Regions from separate parts of the Sus scrofa genome. Here all the other regions are linked to region 2. The links are chromatin contacts, called in public HiChIP or PLAC-seq maps. All regions are on one chromosome and are shown on one strand. Each heading gives the region's core, a stretch centred on a gene start, on an enhancer-like site or on the middle of the called end of the contact. The rest is flanking DNA. Distances are from core to core; before and after follow the strand shown.

Region 1 (2,836 bases), core at 324-2,823, 220 kb after region 2:
AATCATGACTAAAAACTCCGTATTTCCCTTTACAAATGTTGTCAGTTTTGTTTTTTTTTTTTCCATTTTTTTTGCTTTTTAGGGCCACACCTATAGCACATGGAAGTTCCCAGGCTGGAGGTCGAATCGGAGCTACAGATGCCTGCCTAGGCCACCCACAGCAACGCAGGATCCGAGCTACATCTGCAACCTACACCATAGCTCACAGTAACGCCAGATCTCCAACCCACTGAGTGAGGTCAGGGATCAAACTCGTATCTCCATGGATACTACTCGGATTCATTTCCATTGAGCACAACTGGAACTCCCTTGTCAATTTCTATGTAAACTTATTTTAGAGAGGGTTTCTGAGTGCTTTTGATTATGATAATTAAATTCTTTCAACTCTATAACGATGTATATACATTGGATAGCACTTAGACTAACAATTAATACATAGTCATATCATTTTATTCTAATTCATCATTAAAACTAAAGTGAAATTGAATGTCTTCTGAATATATAGAAATAAATAAAAATAGAGAATTATAAATATGCTCATTCAATCTACAAATACTTTCTAAGTTTGTCTGATCACTTTCTAAATATCCTCCTATGTGAGAATATAAAACTGTGCTTATTCCAATTCTGTTAAACCTTTTCCATATTTCATCTTCTGTGACATACTGAATTATTTGTTCTGCCCCTACTGTTAAGAGTACAAAAAACACAACTGGTTATTTTGTTTGTTTTTTTACCTTTTTTTAAAATTAAAGTATAATTGGAATCCGACTAGGAACCATGAGGTTGCGGGTTCGGTCCCTGCCCTTGCCATGAGCTGTGGTGTAGGTTGCAGACGCGGCTCGGATCCCGAGTTGCTGTGGCTCTGGCGTAGGCCGGTGGCTACAGCTCCGATTCAACCCCTAGCCTGGGAACCTCCATATGCCGCGGGAGCGGCCCAAGAAATAGCAGCAACAACAACAACAAAAAGACAAAAGACAAAAAAAAAAAAAAAAAAAAAAAAAATTAAAGTATAATTGATTTACAATGTTGTACCAAGGAACACATCTGTTTTATAACAATGAATCCATATTTCAAATTTGAAAATCACATTTGTTTTCCCTTTAAAACTGCATGAACTAGAGAGTTCCCGCTGTGGCACAGCATAAATGAATCGGACTAGCATCCATGAGGATGCAGGTCCAATCCCTGGCCTCGCTCGCTCAGTGGGTTGGGGATCTGGTGTTGCTGTGAGCTGTGGTGTAGGTGGCAGACACGGCTTGGATCTGGTGTTGCTGTGGCTGTGGTGTAGGCAGGCATCTGTAGCTCCAATTGGGCCTGTAGCCTGGGAACCTCCATATGCCACTGGTGTGGCCCTGAAAAAGCAAAAAAAGCAAAAAACAAAAAACAAATCCTACATGAACTACTTTCAGATCTTGTTTATGCCAGCCAGCTTCTCTTACGCACCTTCACCAAAAGCTCAAACCTCACTAGGGTTATCTGATATTTATTAAACCTATTAGCCTATACTTGCATAGGAGTCACTACATAAAGCAGAAGAAAATTACATAACAAAGCTCACCTAAATCCAATTTTCTTCACACTTCCTTAAAAATGTAGGTTACACAGAAAACTCACTGCTGTATCTCTGCTGCCCTCTATAGGAATGATTCTTGGAAGACACTAATAAGATAAATCAAAAACCCAGACAGCAATACTGAACCATAGGAAAAATCACATCAATAATCAACTCCATTTGACAAATGTCCTAAAAGGCAACATTATGGTCTTTGATTTCCATCATGCTTTTCCTCCAAGTTGTTATGTAATGATGCTATACTTCAAGAAAATGAACTTAAGTAATTAAGAGAACTTGGGACCAGACTCTATGAGTTAGAAGCTCATTCTGACATTTATTAGCTATGTCTCCATTCCCTTATCTATAAAATGGGGCTAATAACATCTAGATAACACCATCAGCACTTAGCAAAGTGTCTCAGATAAAGAAAGAACTCAGGGTTACTGTGTTTTATTAATATTATTGCTATTACTATTATTGACAAAATGGTCAGGACCACAGCACTGAAGCCAAAGTCCCTGAGTAAAATCTAGGTTCATTTTGAGTTCATATTTGTGTATGGTGTTAGAGAAATTTTTTTTGGGTCTTTTTAGGGCCTCACCCATGGCATATGGAAGTTCCCCGCTAGGGGTCGAATCAGTGCTGCAGCTGCTAGCCTACGCCATCAGCCACTGCAACACCAAATGTAAGCCACAATCTGTGACCAACACCATAGCTCATGGCAATACCAGAGGATCTTCAACCCACTGAGCAAGACCATGGATTGAACCTGTGTCCTCATGGATACTAGCTGGGTTCTTTACCACTGAGCCACAATGGGAACTCCTACAGAATGTTCTAATTTCATTCTTTGACATATATCTGTGTAGTTTTCCCAGCACCACTTATTGAAGAGACTATCTTTCCTCCACTGTAGGTTCTCTCATCCTTTGTCATAGATTACTTGACCATAGGTGCTTGTGTTTATCCTGTACCATTGATCTGTATTTCCGTTTCTGTCCCAGTACTGCTTTGATTACTGTAGCTTTGTAGTATAGTCTGAAGTCAGGATATCCGATTCCTCCAGTTCCGTTCTTCTTTTTCAATACTGCTTTTGCTATTCGGGGTCTTTTGTGTTTCCATACAAATTTTAAAATATTTTGTTCTGGTTCTATAAAGAATGAACGTCACTAGTAATTTGATAAGGATTGCACTGAATCTGTAGATTGCCTTGGGTAGCATAGTCATTTTGACAATAGTGATTCTTTCAATCCAAGAGATTCTCATACTAAGTGAAGT
Region 2 (2,700 bases), core at 136-2,635:
TCCCTTCCCCTACCTTCATGATTTTTAGCAAGTGGTGCCTGCTGGCACTGGCCAGGGAGGGGCTGCTTGAATTCTGCTGCTGGTGGACATGGGCCTGGCTGCTGGGAGCTTCAGCTTTCCAACCTGTACAATCCAGATAACTTCACTTTGCTTCACACCCAGCTAAGTGCCCACACCCATATGTGCTCAGAACCCTGGTTTCCTGCACCCACCAGGCAAATTCACATTGTTACCAATGCAGTTTATCAACAAGAAGGTGGTTTTCTCCTATCACGCTTCAGCCCACCCCTTATATCATGAGTGTGCTCCTCAGTAAAAGGGTTGATCTGCAGGAAGGGGCTCAGTGAAACCAGCCTATGGTCAGCCTGGTGGTGCTGTCCCCAATATCCAGCTCCTGAAGTTCTGTTGTAAGTGAAGCTCCTCTCTATGTAAAGCAATCAAGGCTTATTAGCAAACCCAGTGTCCTCTACCTGCCCAGCCACAGGGCACCCCATCCTGGCCACCAGAGCCTGACTACGGCACTTGGACTCCATGAATTTCTGAGACATGAGGGTGAGGCTGGGAGAACTGACTGAAACTGGTGCCAAATGAAACTACACAGCACATGCCAGCAACATAAAATAAGAGAGATAAGAGGTTCCCAGTTCAATCCCAGGCATATCATGATAGAAGGATAAAGTCCATCATGGAGTTAATATTTGTCTTTAAGAATGTTTCTTTCCTTCTCGTAACAGCCAAATGTCCCATCATTAAAGATCACTTTAAAAATTCTAGAAATGCGTGCATTGTTAATCTGTGAAAGCAATGGAACAAAGTACAAGGAATAAGGAAAACAAATGTTGATTCATAGATGGGGTTTTAGTAAGACTATAATTTAATTCCCCTTTGAAGTTTTAAATGCCCCTCCCCAACTTTTCAAAAGTATTTATTTTTCCCTCCTTTCATTCTGTGACTCAGTAAGATAGATACATAAGAACATAGAAGCAGTGTATGTGTGTGTGTGTATCTGTGTGTGTGTGTGTGTGTGTGTGTGTGTGTGTCTATGCTTGTGTTCCGAGAGAGAAGCAGATGAAGTGACATGTGGGATGTTTACACGAGTCAGGGAAGTAGTTCTGAGCAGTCCACCAAGAATTCCCGGAATCAGAATCAGGCTCCGCTGTTTTATTCTAGGTCAGTGTCAACTGAAACAGCCTCTGAAAATCAACAAGGATCTTTCTCTTCACATTATAATCCCTACTAAGCCTCAATTTAAGGACGAGAAACAGAAGAAATTAGAGGATGAAGTGAGAAAAAAAGCAAGAGAGAGAGAGAAAGGGGAAGGAAGCTGAGAGGGGAGTTTGGACCAGACCCGGGGCGGGGGAGTTGGGGGGAGTGCAGAGGAAGAGAGCCGAGGGGGCAGGGCCTTCCCAGCTCCAGCCCGCACGCAGACGGGAAACCAGATACAGCAGGACACTGTGTCCTCCTGAAAAACAACCAGACTGCACTCCTAAAGTAAACAGTTAATCCCGCTGTTTATCTTCTTAACATGAGATGTTAGCAGGATGATCCCTACTGCACAGAAATGTGGTCTCTACTCATTTAAAAATCCTATTTCTCTTTGCTAAAATAAAAGTGTGACATGAAAACTTTCTAGTATCAGTGAACAGGAAGGAATAATAATCTTTCTTTGCTGAAAGTGACTTAACTAAAGGATGGCAAAAAGCCTGAGAAAGGCCTTTTCCACACTCATACTTCCTCTTCATTATTGGAAAATACTGTATTGCTGAAATCAACCAAACAAAAAACACTGCTGCCAGCTTGGTCTTTAAGGAGGACACGAATAATGCTGACATAATTGTGGTGTCCTGGGCTTGGACTGTGGTCTCAGTTCCTAGAGATAAGACTGTGACCGGACCAAGACAAGTCAGAAGAGGACATTTTACACATTCATACAAGTTTGCCTCCAGAACGAATTTTCAAAGGTACAGTTACTCTCACATATTTTTGTTAGTTGAAATTTCTACTGAAGGAAGCAGCTGTGAGAGTCACCAGAGACCCTTATATAAGTACTTGGCCCCTTCTCCCAGTATCCTGGGCATCAGTAAGACTTCGCGCCAGACCCCTCATGGCTATGATCCACCCACCCAGGCCAGGGCTCACTCACTTGACTGGTCTCTCACCTGTGTGTGTTTGGAGCTGTGAAGTTTCATCACTTGTGGAGGACCCTGTGCCCACCAGCACAAGGACCCTTGTGACACCTTTTACCACCTACCTCCCTACCATCCACCCATAACATCTAATTTGTCCTCCATTTCTGAAATACGGCCACTTCAAAATGTTATAAAAATGGAATCAAGTAGTATATGATCTCTGGGATTAATTTTTTTCCCTTAGCATAGTTCCCTGGTGATAATCCAAGTTATTATGCCTTTTATTTTTATAACAGCTTTGTTGAGGCCTAATTTACATACTATAGAAATTCATCCCTTTTATTGTGGCAAAATAACCATAACATAAAATTTATAATTTCACCATCTTCATGTGTACAATTCAGTGGCATCAAGTACATGCACATGTTCTGCAACCAGCAGCACTAACTAGTCCTAGTCCCAGAATATTTCCCCAAAAGGAAATCCCAACCTGTTAAGCAGCCTTCCTTTTGTCTCCTCTCCCAAATACTTGGCAACATACTGATCTGGCTCTATGGATTTGCCTGTTCTA
Region 3 (2,816 bases), core at 305-2,804, 130 kb after region 2:
GATGCAGCAGAAGGTGGCCATCTACAAATTTGGAAGAGTCTCTCATCAGGAACTAAATCGACTGGCACCTTGGATTTGGACTCCCAGCCTCCAGAACTAGGAGAAATAAATGTCTGTTGTATAAGCCAACCAGTCTATGGTGTATTATTAAAGTAGCCCAAACTAAGACAGAAGTTTTTATTATAAGATGGCAAAGAGTTTTGCTGAATTTTTTTAGTGTTGTGCAGAAGGTGAAACTTGAGAGCCATGAGTTCAGACATTTAGCAGAAGAGATTTCTAAGCAAATATTTAAGGTACAGCTTGGGTCCTCTTGACTCTTTTATTTTTTTCATTAAAAAAAAAATTTTTTTTTTTACCTCTTGACTCTTAACAATAAAACACAAGAGGAAAGACATGAATTGAAGAAGGAACTGTTAAGCAAAAAAAGCAGCAGAACTTCAAAATCTAGAAAATTCTCAGCCTGTTCAAAAGAACGGAAAGCAAGCAAGCAAGGAAGAAAGCAAGGAAGGAAGGAAGAGGGAGGAGGGAGGGAGGGAAGCAGGGAGGAAGGAAGGAAGAAAGAGAGCGAGAGAGCATGCTGGGAATAGGATACCAAGGGTATGACTAGACTATCACTTGATTTTTTGACTATAGGAACAGAAACATTGCTAGTGAGAACTGAAGGGAAGAGAGCAGAGGAGATGAGGGAAGGCTGCTGGACTTCTTACAGGGCAAAGAACTACCTGTGAATGTACATCACCCTTCAAAAAAGAGAAGGGTAACCCTGAAGGTGGTTTAGAGATCATCAGGGCTGCTACTCTCACCACAGGCCCAAGGCCAGGGCTGATTTTTTTCCCCCGGGTTTCAAAAGGTACAGCTATCTTTCGGGTTTAGGTGGGCCAAGATGCCCCTCCCAGCCCAGGGGTAGAACCTCTGCAGAGAGCCTTGGGTGAGAAGCCCGACAAAGTTGTGGGGGTGACTTTTCTCCAGTGGAGCTGGAGGGCAGAGGACTGAAAAAAAGGGGATTTTCCCTGAGCCTTAAAATCTAATACAATTTCCCTTCCTGGATTTTGGACTTGCCTAGGACATATGTCTTTCCTGTGCCTGACCGAGCATTATGTGTGGAAGCACACAACTCATCTGGTTTCACGGCGCCCAGTTGTTGAGGAATTTTGCCTCAGGATGAACTGGACCTGAGTCTCATCCATATCTGATTTAGATGCTATCTAGATGAAACTTTGTACTGTGGAGTTGATGCTGGATTGAGTTAAGAGTTTGGGGGCTGTTGCGACAGAATGAATGTATTCTGAATGTGAGAAGCACATAAATTATGGAAGGCCAGGAGCAGAACATCATAGACTGAATGTTTTTGTCTCTTCAAATTCACATGCTGAATCCCTACCATCCCCCTCCCAGCCCCCAGCCGCCTACTCACCGGTGTAGCTATAGTTGGTGATGTGGCCTCTGAGGAAAAGAACTAAGGTTAGATTGAGGTCATGAGGATGGAGGCACTGATCTGATAGGATTAGGGTACTGATAAGGAGAGATCCAGAGAGCTGAATTTCTCTCTCTCTCTCTCTCTTCATGAGCGCACAGCCAGATGGCAGCTGCCTGTATGCCATGAAGACAGCCCTTGCCAGAATTAGATCATGCTGGCACCCCAATCTCAGAATTCCAGTCTCCAGAACTGTGAGCATTAAACGGCCCGTTCTGTGGTAATTTGTTATGGCTGCCCAAGCTGAGACAGGGGCTATTACAGGTTAAATTTCCCAAATGTGGTACATGAGACCATCTAGTGTGCATATTGACCCCTTTCCCCCACACAAAGCAGGGACTTTCTTTGAAAGACCTCCTTATTTAAAAATCTTTCATAGCATTGTAGGTAATATTCTTGGCTCAGAAAATAGGATTGAAATACTGAAAATAACTTTTAAAAAGTCATATGGTTGTTAAATTAACTGTTTTTATAAATTTAACATCAATTGAAAAAACAAATAAATGCACTGACAAAAATTTCAGCACAATTACAAAATAGCGAATTACTTACTGTGGATGGTTACTAGAGTCCTCTAGTGTTTAAAGCTTATACCCACTCTCCTCTAAGTAATCCTAAAGGAAGCTAAAATTGCGTGTGCATCTGTACAGAACAGCATACCCACTGCAAGGCCAACACACTGTAAACCTTGAGGCAAAAACAACTTGCTGATGCGCTGCTAGAATCCAGGGTATCCCTACTACCATGCTATTCTGATACTTACTCCAACACCAACCCTCAACACCTTCCCACTTTCAAGGAACTATTAATAAGGGATATGCTAACAAACAACTTCTTTTTTTTTTTTTTTTTTTTTTTTTTTTGCCTTTTCTAGGGCTGCTCCCATGGCATATGGAGGTTCCCAGGCTAGGGGTCTAATCGGAGCTGTAGCCACCAGCCTATGCCAGAGCTGCAGCAATGTGGGATCCGAGCTGCATCTGTGACCTACACTACAGCTCACGGCAATGCCAGATCCTTAACCCACTGAGCGAGGCCAAGGATCGAACCCACAACCTCATGGTTCCTAGTTGGATTTGTTAACCACTGCGCCACGACGGGAACGCCTAACAAACAACTTCTAAATCATCAGTTAAATCACTTTAAATTGGGTTAAAATAGGCAAAATCTACAATCAGCTGGGGCAGTGCATGTCCCAGTAGGAGTACAATGAATTCACAACTACTAAAGAAAAGCAGATATTCTGGTTTTAGGTGCTATTTCCTTCCAAGAACACTGAGTGTGACAGTATAAAAGACATCATCTCTTGAAGGGCGTACAGGGAGAGACCAGAGAGAGCAATCAT

What was found. HiChIP or PLAC-seq counts read pairs in DNA pulled down with a chosen protein or histone mark.
Region 1: a contact with region 2 is called in an H3K27ac HiChIP or PLAC-seq map of alveolar macrophages. The contact joins two enhancer-like sites. A contact is called at or near these places in 6 of 47 Hi-C or Micro-C datasets (embryonic fibroblasts, liver, skeletal muscle and 1 more) and 2 of 2 datasets of contacts at active chromatin or transcription factors (alveolar macrophages and skeletal muscle).
Region 3: an H3K27ac HiChIP or PLAC-seq map of skeletal muscle shows a contact between it and region 2. The contact joins two enhancer-like sites. A contact is called at or near these places in 7 of 47 Hi-C or Micro-C datasets (embryonic fibroblasts, heart right ventricle, mesenteric adipose tissue and 3 more) and 2 of 2 datasets of contacts at active chromatin or transcription factors (alveolar macrophages and skeletal muscle).

The regions. Positions count from the first base shown.
Region 1 is chr4:80,154,443-80,157,278 of Sscrofa11.1, forward strand. The region is part of intron 5 of SPIDR (DNA repair-scaffolding protein); the gene reads right to left. Among named protein-coding and RNA genes, the nearest start is that of SPIDR, 35 kb to the right of the region's middle. Within about 2 kb of position 1,574, at least 18 of the 83 cell types and tissues checked have an H3K27ac peak or open chromatin away from gene starts, as enhancers often do. A contact at or near this core is called in alveolar macrophages, liver and skeletal muscle, where this site is marked.
Region 2 is chr4:79,937,311-79,940,010 of Sscrofa11.1, forward strand. The region is part of intron 10 of SPIDR (DNA repair-scaffolding protein); the gene reads right to left. Among named protein-coding and RNA genes, the nearest start is that of CEBPD, 66 kb to the left of the region's middle. Within about 2 kb of position 1,386, at least 46 of the 83 cell types and tissues checked have an H3K27ac peak or open chromatin away from gene starts, as enhancers often do. A contact at or near this core is called in alveolar macrophages, liver, omental adipose tissue and 1 more, where this site is marked.
Region 3 is chr4:80,069,182-80,071,997 of Sscrofa11.1, forward strand. All of the region lies in intron 7 of SPIDR (DNA repair-scaffolding protein), which reads right to left. Among named protein-coding and RNA genes, the nearest start is that of SPIDR, 120 kb to the right of the region's middle. Within about 2 kb of position 1,555, at least 11 of the 83 cell types and tissues checked have an H3K27ac peak or open chromatin away from gene starts, as enhancers often do. A contact at or near this core is called in omental adipose tissue and skeletal muscle, where this site is marked.